Linked DNA regions of Sus scrofa: regions 1 and 3 are each linked to region 2. Evidence: chromatin contacts called from public Hi-C and HiChIP or PLAC-seq data. All regions are on one chromosome and are shown on one strand. The core of a region is the stretch at or near the end of the contact, and the rest is flanking DNA. Distances in the headings are between cores, read along the strand shown. Region 1 holds the start of ZNF114 (zinc finger protein 114). Region 2 holds the start of CYTH2 (cytohesin 2). Region 3 holds the start of C6H19orf68.

Region 1 (2,700 bases), core at 191-2,690, 150 kb after region 2:
GAGGTTCCCAGGCTAGGGGGCGAATCGGAGCTACAGTTGCCGGCCTACACCACAGCCACAGCAAGGCAGGATCCGAGATGCATCTGCGACCTACTCCACGGCTCAGGGCAACGCCAGATCCTTCACCCACTGAGCGAGGCCAGGGATCGAAGCCGCAACCTCATGGATACTAGTCGGGTCAGTTCCGCTGAGCCACTGCGGGAACTCCTCAATCTGGCCTCTTAAAACTGCTCTCTGCGGAGGTCCGAGCTTTCACAGAAAAAAAAAAAAAAAAAAAAAAAAAAAAAAAAGGATGTGCTCCCTGGACCCCACTTAAACCCGGAAGCCCTTTCTCCCGAAGAGAACTCATTGGGCATCCTTCAGTCTGACTGCGCCCGGGGTGTGGCTGCTCACCCTCACCCCAAAGGACCCCAACACATTTACGAATTCAAATAACACAGTGGCCGCCAGCGCTGCCGGCGCCCAGGGACAGACCGGGGCGTCCTGCAAGGTTGCAGCCCGGGGCTGGGGAGCCCCCTCTCCTTGGAGGTGAAGGGCCCATTTGAGCTCCGCGCCTGGGCTCCTGGTGGCTTCCTCTTTCCTCCGGGACGGAGGAAATCCGGTCTTTGCAGGCAGCTGCTCTCGACTCCCGGCAATGCGGACTCGAGCCGCCGCCGGCAAACTTACCATTTCACCCGCACTGGCTTCTCGACGGGTCTACACGGCAGGTGGCGCAGCCCAAGCGCCCGTTGCGATACGAGAGGGGTGCGGGGCTGGAGACAGAAGTGAAGGGTGGAACGGTAAAAACGAATACTGAAATCAAGAAATTGTGACCCTCCCCCTGTTCCCCCCCCCCCCCGGGAAGGATCCAGACAGGCAGCTGCTCTCGACTCCCGTGGAAACGCAGCCCGAGCCGGCTTCCAGATCCCCCTCCCCAAAATGGTCGTCTCAAGGAAGGGGAGGAGGAGGAGGAGGAGCCAAGCAGGAAGGGGATCCCGAGAGCAGCACCCTTGCCCGCCCCCGGAAAACCTCCCGGAGCCCAGGGACTGACCCCACCCCCGGCAGAGTCACATTTCCAGCGTAACTTTCTCCCCAGGAACTCCGGAGCCTGGAGGCAGCCGGACCTGCTAGCGTCCCCAGACGCTAGCTCCCTGCCTCGGGCTCACACCGTCCCCGCCCCTCCCCGCCCACCCCATCCCTCCCCCCTCCCCCCAACTCCCACCCCATCTCCCCCCCCCCGCCCCTCCCCGCCCACCCCATCCCCCCGCCCGCCAGGAAGTTCCCAGGCCTGGAGGGCAGTGCGCCTCCCCGCTCCGTTGGTCAGAAGGACGGTCAGTTTCCAAGGACTGGTTTTTATCTGTGCTGGAAAAGGGCCAAGACGGACGTAATGGTGCGTCCCCTGAGCCTCCCTTGGGCCCTCGCTGCCTCTTTTTAGAACCTACCTCCCAGCTGTGAAGTGGTTTTGCTGTGATTCCAGATCCACCTGTTTGTGACAAAGATGAAGTTGCTTTTACAAGTGATGAAAGAAATGTTCAAACATTGAGGTATGGGGAAGTCATTTGGGTTTAGACATGATTCACTTGAACTTTGTGCTAATGAGCCCAGCCTGTGTGTGACCTAGCACAATATGCAGACTACATCTGCTTCGCTCATTAAAGAAAAGAGGGGGAGTTCCCCTAGCGGCTCAGCGGTAAGGAAGCTGACTAGTATCCATGAGGATGCAGGTTCGATCCCTGACCTTGCTCAGTGGGTTAAGGATCCGGTGGGCAGCTGTAGCTCCAATTCGATCCGTAGCCTGGGAAGCTCCATATGGCGGCGGTGCGGCCCTAAAAAAGACCAAAAAGAAAAGAGGGGAGGGAGAAAGGAAGGAAGGAAGAAAGGGTGGGTGGACCAAAAGTAAAGAATGTTAAGAATGTCCTTTTTTTTTTTCTTGGCTGCCCCCGGGGCATATGGAGCTCCCAGGCCACCGATCAATTCGCAGCCTAGGTTGCCTCCTAAGCCGCAGCTTTGGCAACGCTGGATCCTTAACCCACTGTGCAGGGCTGGGAATCGAACTGAAGCTCCCAAGATGCTGCTCCTCCCCTTGCGCCACAGCAGAAACTCCAAGAATGTCTTTTTTATTTGGGGGCTGCACACATATATGGGAGATCCAGGGTCAGAAATTGAACTGGCGCCAGCACAGCGACAATGGTGGATTCTTAACTTACTGCACCACAGCGGGAACTCCAAGAACGTCATTTTTATTTTCATTTATTTATTTATTTTCACCATTTGTCTTTTTAGGGCCGCACCTGTGGCATGTGGAGGTTCCCAGGCTAGGGGTCTAATCGGAGCTGCCACTGCGGGCCTACACCAGAGCCATGGCAACGCAGGATCCGAGCCAGTGGGTGACCTACACCAGAGCTCACGGCAACGCCAGATCCTTAACCCACTGAGCAAGGCCAGGTATCGAACCACAACTGCATGGTTCCTAGTCGGATTCATTTCCATGGCGCCACGACGGGAATTCCTGGGAGACACCATTTTCCCTGTAACATCCTTTTACTTCTGTAGACTCTTTGGCGTTGGGATTTGCGGGGACCGGGGTGGGGGGAGGTTGGGGCTGCTCCTACGGCAGGCAGAGGTCCCCAGGCCAGGGACTGAACCTGTGCCACAGCAGTGACTTGCACCACAGTAGTGACAATGCTGGACCCTAAACCACTAGGCAACCAGGGAAGTCCT
Region 2 (2,700 bases), core at 51-2,550:
ACAGCCAATATCTGAATCCAGGGATCAGGCCCGAGTCTGTCCACCACCACACCTCTGCTACCTGGAGATGCCAGAATCCCTGTCTGTCTTCCTGGCTGATCCCAGCCCTGTGGTCCCAAGCACCTTTTTGGGGTCCATGTTGAACTTCTTCCTGCCCATTGCCATCTTCCGGTTCCGCTGCAAGGTCTTGCTGCAGGGGCAGAGAGTGCAGGATGGAGGGTCAATGCCTGTGCATCTCCGGCCCAAGCCAAGCCCCCTGACCCCCAGGATCCCGGCCCCAGCCCTCACCTGCCCTCATTGGCCTCCAGCCCCTCGACTTCGCTCATGGCTTCGCTGAGCTCCTCCCGCAGGCGCTGGATCTCCACCAGCAGCTCCTGCTTCCGCCGCCGGATGTTCTCCAGCTCCATCCGCTCCTCGGGAGTCAGGTCCGGGGGCTCTGGGGAAGAGGGTCGGGGGTGGGGGGGGTCAGTTCTGGGGACCCCAAACCCGGATGTCTGCCATCTGCGGGAGGACAGGGGTGGGGGTGGGGGATGGGCAGGACGTCTAGGTTCGGGGAGGATGAGGGTCCAGCCTCCTCCGTCTGCTGGAAGAAGGGGTTGGGGGCCTAGATTCCTCAATCCAGAGATGGAAGGGCTGGGAATCCAAACTCTTTAGTCCGGGGGTGGAGGAAGGGGACTGGGAGCCTCAACTCAGGTCTGCGGGGAGCAAAAAAGGGCTGGAAGCTTGAGCTACGGTCCATTACTTGACAGGGGGCTGAGGCCTTGGTTTTCTGCCTCCATTCTCGGCGAGGGAGCTGAGGGTCTGGGTGTCCGGACTCCTGGGTCCATGGAAAGTAACTATGGCAGGGGAAGCTGATGACAGCTGGCAAGAGTTAAGGAAGGGGGCGGGGCATCGGAAGCCCCCGCCCCCGCCTTAGCGGGCTCTCGGTAGGCCCCAAGATTTCTCCCCACCCCACCGCCCCCAGAAGCCCCCCTTCCCGCTCCCAGCAGGCACTGGGCTCGCCCGGCCCCTCCAGAGGGAATGGTTCCGCCCCGGGCCTCGCCTCCACCGCTCCATCCCACCCCCTCCCGCCGCCACCGGAAACAGGCTCGGCCCAAACAATGGCCTGGAACGCCCCAGTCTCCAGCCCCGCCGGAAGCGCGTCCCAGGCCCCACAAAAGCAAGGCGACGACGGGGCCGAAAGGCTCAGCAAGGCGCGCTACGGGGAGAACGTTCGCGGCGGAACCTTCGGGGCGAAACTCTCCATCCACTTGCAGCCGGCCCCGCCCCTCCCCGACTCACCGTAGACACCGTCCTCCATGGCGGCTAGGAAGGCCCGCGGGGAGTCCGGGGCGGTCCCGCCGGTCGGGCCTGGATCCGCGTTGGCCCGCGGGCTCGGGTGAGCCCGCTCAAACGCCCCGGGAGCCACCGCCGCCTCCTCAGCGCCAGTCCTCAGCGCTGAAAAGACTCTCCCTTCGTCTCCCAACCGCCCCGCCAGTAGGGACCGCCCCTCGTTTTGACACCGCCCAATCTACGGCGGGACTTCTCGCCTGCCCCGCCTCCGATATCAAAGGATCGCCCTCCACGGCCAATAGACGCACAAGGAGTAGATATAGCCGTGTCCGGCAGGAGGTAGATGGTCTGCGAGGCCAATCGGAATGCTGGCAGGGGACCGGGTCCCGCCTCCGAAACTAAAGAAAGCACTTGGCTGGCTTGCAAGCCAATGAGAAGCCTCGGAAAGGAGTTGCGTGAGAAGAGAGAGAGGAATACGCCTGCGCAAGGGCTGCGGGCATTTAGGATACCATTCAACTGAGCCCCGCCTCCACCAATACGTTGCTAGGGGGCGGTACCTTATTAGGCTTGTTGCCAGGGGGCGGGGCACAACCATTGGTTGTTTCTGTGAGTCACATCTCCTAGCAGGCATAGCTGGCTTTTGACCGCAGTGGTTGCCATGCAACCGAGAGCGGCTTTGGCTCACCTTTCTTTGGGCCTCCTTCCTCTGGGCACTGGCCCCTCCGATCTCTTACCCCTTCCCATGGCCTCCCCATCAACCTCAGCCTCTTCATAGTCAAAGAGTGGTGAAACAAAAGACATTCTTTCTTCCAAATGCTAGCTTTTTGGTCCCTGTCTTGGAGAATGGGACAATAGGAGAAGGCCAGATACAGTGAAAACGTAGGCTCTGCCTTCCCAGAGCCGGCTGCCTCTCAATTTCCTCCCTCTCTCCCCCGAATTCCTCCCCTTATTTTACCACCCTACACCACCCCCGCCCCAGGACAACTCCCCTTTCCTCGGCATCCTCCCACCTTTCATTCCTCCCCCTTACTGTCCTCTCCAACCCGGCTCAGCTCACTTTCCCCTCCTCTCAAAGTCTTGTTCTTCTTAAACTCCTCCCTCCTCTCCGAGCCCTGCATCTGAGGACATTTCCCCTCCCCCACCTCTCATTCCCTTTCCTTGCAGGCAAAACGGGTGCAGGGACCTGGTTCAGATGGAGAAACTGGGCAAAAACCGCCTCTTCCCTCGCTCCCCAGGCCCTGTCATGGACAGATCCCTAATTGGGTCTGAGGTGCTGTCTGGGCCTGGTCCTCATTCAACGTCCCTGAACCAGGCAGGTGGGGACAGATTCCCAGCCAGGACCTGGTTAAGCTGACAGATTAGACACGGACCTTCCTAATCCCCTCAATGACCTTTATGAGTGGCTCAAGCCTGCCCTCCCCAGCGAGT
Region 3 (2,700 bases), core at 26-2,525, 210 kb after region 2:
GATCCTAACTCCAACGCCGGTCCCCTTCTCCACGGGTGTGACCCCCACCCCCACCCCCGTACAATTAAGGTCCCTCTCCCAAAATAGGCGTCCTTAAACTCAGTCGCGGACGCCTCCTCAAATGTGTTCTCAGCTTCCAGGTAGGATCTCCTCGCCTTCCAGATATGCCTCCCACATTTGGCGGCAGCCTCTAGTGCCTCCATTTCCATAGAAATACCCTCCCCCGCCCCATGTGCCTACACTTGGGCTGTAAGCCACATCCAGCTTGTCCCCCCTCTAAAAATGTTCCATCTCCAGATGTGCTCTGCCCATTCAGTTATGGGTTCCTTGTCCCCAGTCATACTCTTTTTCTTTTCTTTTGTTTTTTAATGGCCGCACTGGTGGCATATGGAGGTTCCCAGGCTAGGGGTCCAATCCGAGCTGTAGCCACCGGCCTACGCCACAGCAACACGGGATCCAAGCCTCTTCTGCGACTTACACCACAGCTCACAGCAACGCGGGATCCTTAATCCGTTGAGCAAGGCAGGGATCGAACCCACGGCCTCATGGTTCCTAGTCGGGTTCGTTAACCGCTGAGCCACAACAAGAACTCTGCTAGTCGTATTCTTCATGCATCTGTGGCTCCCTCCTCCCCAGATGTGTCTCAGATTCTAGGCAGCTATTGCCCCTCTCCTGGATGGGACCCCTATGGGTTGCCATATCCAGCTGTGGAGGTGCCCCCGTATCCAGACGTCCTCCCCACATCTAGTATGGACCCTCTGCCTACAGGTGTGTGCCCCATTCACTTGTGGCCAATTCTCAGAAGTGTCACCAATATTCATCTGTGGTCTCTTCCTGCCCAGATATACCGCCCAGTCCAGTTGTGGCCCCCTCCTCTCATCTACAGTTCCCGTCCTCCCCAAATATGGGTCCTCATCCTAGACATGGTCCGTCGTCCTTAGATGGGCTTTATCACCCCAGATGCTCCCCCACGTCCAGCTTCGCCTCCCCCCCTTGGGCAGCCCCTCCCAGCTGGCTCCTGTCTCCCCAATCCCTCCCAGCCCCGCCCGCCTCGGCACCTCCCATCCAGGCTGTCCCACCCAGCTGTGCCTCTCCCCTCCCCCAGATGTGCACCCTTCCCGCCCCTCCCCAATCACCTACCCGCCCCGGAGCGGCGTCCACCTCCCACAATGCCCCGCGCCGAGGCCCGGCCCGGCCCTTGCTCCCGGGATGCCCCGCGCGGCCTCCCGCCTCTCTTCCCGCCGTGCCTCGCGAAGCAGCTTCCACCGAAGCTCCCTTTTCTTGGCGGTCACTCCTTGGACCCGCAGCCGCACCCACTCATTCAGTACAAGAGGAGGCTCGGGGCCGTTTCCCAGCGTGCTCTGCGGGAGGGCTCGCCCCACTTCACCCCCTTTCTTGCGGTCTCGCGGCCAAGAAACTACAACTCCCAGGACCCTCTGCGCGACGGCGGCGCGGCCGTCCTCCGGGCTCCGCCCCTCAGCTCGGCCCCGCCCCCGGCCGTAGAAGTCTGCGCGCGAACTCCGTGGCGCGAATTTGGTACTGCAGTGTAGCGCCCTGCGGTTCCGGGTGTGACGCTCTGGCCAGCGGTGTCTGGCCCGGAGAGAGGCAAGTGGAGTCGTCCGTGCGGGGCTTCAGGGCTGGGGAATGGCGCGCGTGTAGTAAACTCAGAGTTCATGCCTTCGCAGCGTCGGTCAGCTGCAGAGGAGCGGACGTGGGGAGACGCTGAGGCGGCCAGGAGCGCGCTGTGGAGGGGAGAGAGCGGGCAATGGGCCGCTCGAGGGGGCGGGGCAGCATCTGTCGGAGGCTCAGGGGCAGGTAGAATGTAGGTGAGGCCTGGAGCCCCTGGACTGAACTGGCTCTGAGGAGAGGCCTGGAGGGGCGGGACCACATGGAAGGGCGTGTCTATAGAGGGATGGGGGCGGGGAAAGGCTGTTGGTGGGCGGGGTCATCTGGAAGTTGGACTTGCGGGGCGGGGCCGGGGGAGGCGGGCCCACCTGGAAGGGGTGGGGCTAGGGAAAAGTTTAATGAAAATGTTGGAAGAGGAGTTTCCGTCGCGGAAACGAATCCGGCTAGGAACCATGGAGTTGCGGGTTCGATCCCTGGCGTCGCAGACGCGGCTCGGTGGCTCGGCTGTAGCATAGGCCGGCAGCGTCAGTTAGATCCCTAGCATATGGGAACCTCCATATGCCGTGGGGGCGGCCCTAAAAAAAAAAAAAGCAAACAAAAAAAGGACGGGGCCAGCTTTAAAGGCTGAACCCAGGTAGATGGGTGGGGTCAGGGGGAAGTCAATGGTAAGACTGAGGCAAAGGCCTAATGGGCTAAGGCCTTATGAAAGGTCAGGAACTTTCTGGAGGGCCCTGCAAGGAGGCGGCCAAGGCGTGGGAGGGAGTGGGGCTCAGGGGAGAGTAGCTGAAAGGTCTGAACTTATCATTGCCCAATGGCTTATCATTGCCTGAGGGCCCGAGAGGCCTGAGGAGGGAAGAGAGAAGTCTTGGAGAGCTTCAAGGGTAACGGGTTGGGCACTTGGCAGGGAGGGGCATTTGGAAAGGGGAGCTGGCTTGGAAGGGGGAGGGGAGACAGCAGAAAATGGGATTATGGCCGTCACTCCTTGGCCACCATTTCAGCCCATTTGAACCTCTGACTTATTAGGCAGCCTGAGAAGAAGGCACGAGGGAAAGGCAGGAAGGATGTGTTGAGTTG

The links. Hi-C and Micro-C count contacts between places; a contact is called where the count stands out from the background. HiChIP or PLAC-seq counts read pairs in DNA pulled down with a chosen protein or histone mark.
Region 1: a Hi-C map of liver shows a contact between it and region 2, with 4 times the contacts expected there. The contact joins the promoter of ZNF114 here to the promoter of CYTH2 in region 2. A contact is called at or near these places in 1 of 47 Hi-C or Micro-C datasets (liver) and 1 of 2 datasets of contacts at active chromatin or transcription factors (alveolar macrophages).
Region 3: a contact with region 2 is called in an H3K27ac HiChIP or PLAC-seq map of alveolar macrophages. The contact joins the promoter of C6H19orf68 here to the promoter of CYTH2 in region 2. A contact is called at or near these places in 1 of 47 Hi-C or Micro-C datasets (embryonic fibroblasts) and 1 of 2 datasets of contacts at active chromatin or transcription factors (alveolar macrophages).

What each region holds. Positions count from the first base shown.
Region 1 is chr6:53,717,190-53,719,889 of Sscrofa11.1, reverse strand. ZNF114 (zinc finger protein 114) reads right to left here and starts at 1,440. Exons shown (of 4, transcript XM_021094653.1): 1 at 1,422-1,440; 2 at 667-752.
Region 2 is chr6:53,868,075-53,870,774 of Sscrofa11.1, reverse strand. It overlaps CYTH2 (cytohesin 2), which reads right to left and starts at 1,300. Exons shown (of 12, transcript NM_001144120.1): 1 at 1,282-1,300; 2 at 289-436; 3 at 124-190. The coding sequence starts at 1,300.
Region 3 is chr6:53,658,797-53,661,496 of Sscrofa11.1, reverse strand. It overlaps C6H19orf68, which reads right to left and starts at 1,275. Exons shown (of 4, transcript XM_005664646.3): 1 at 1,141-1,275. LIG1 (DNA ligase 1) reads left to right here and starts at 1,477. Exons shown (of 28, transcript XM_021094649.1): 1 at 1,477-1,605.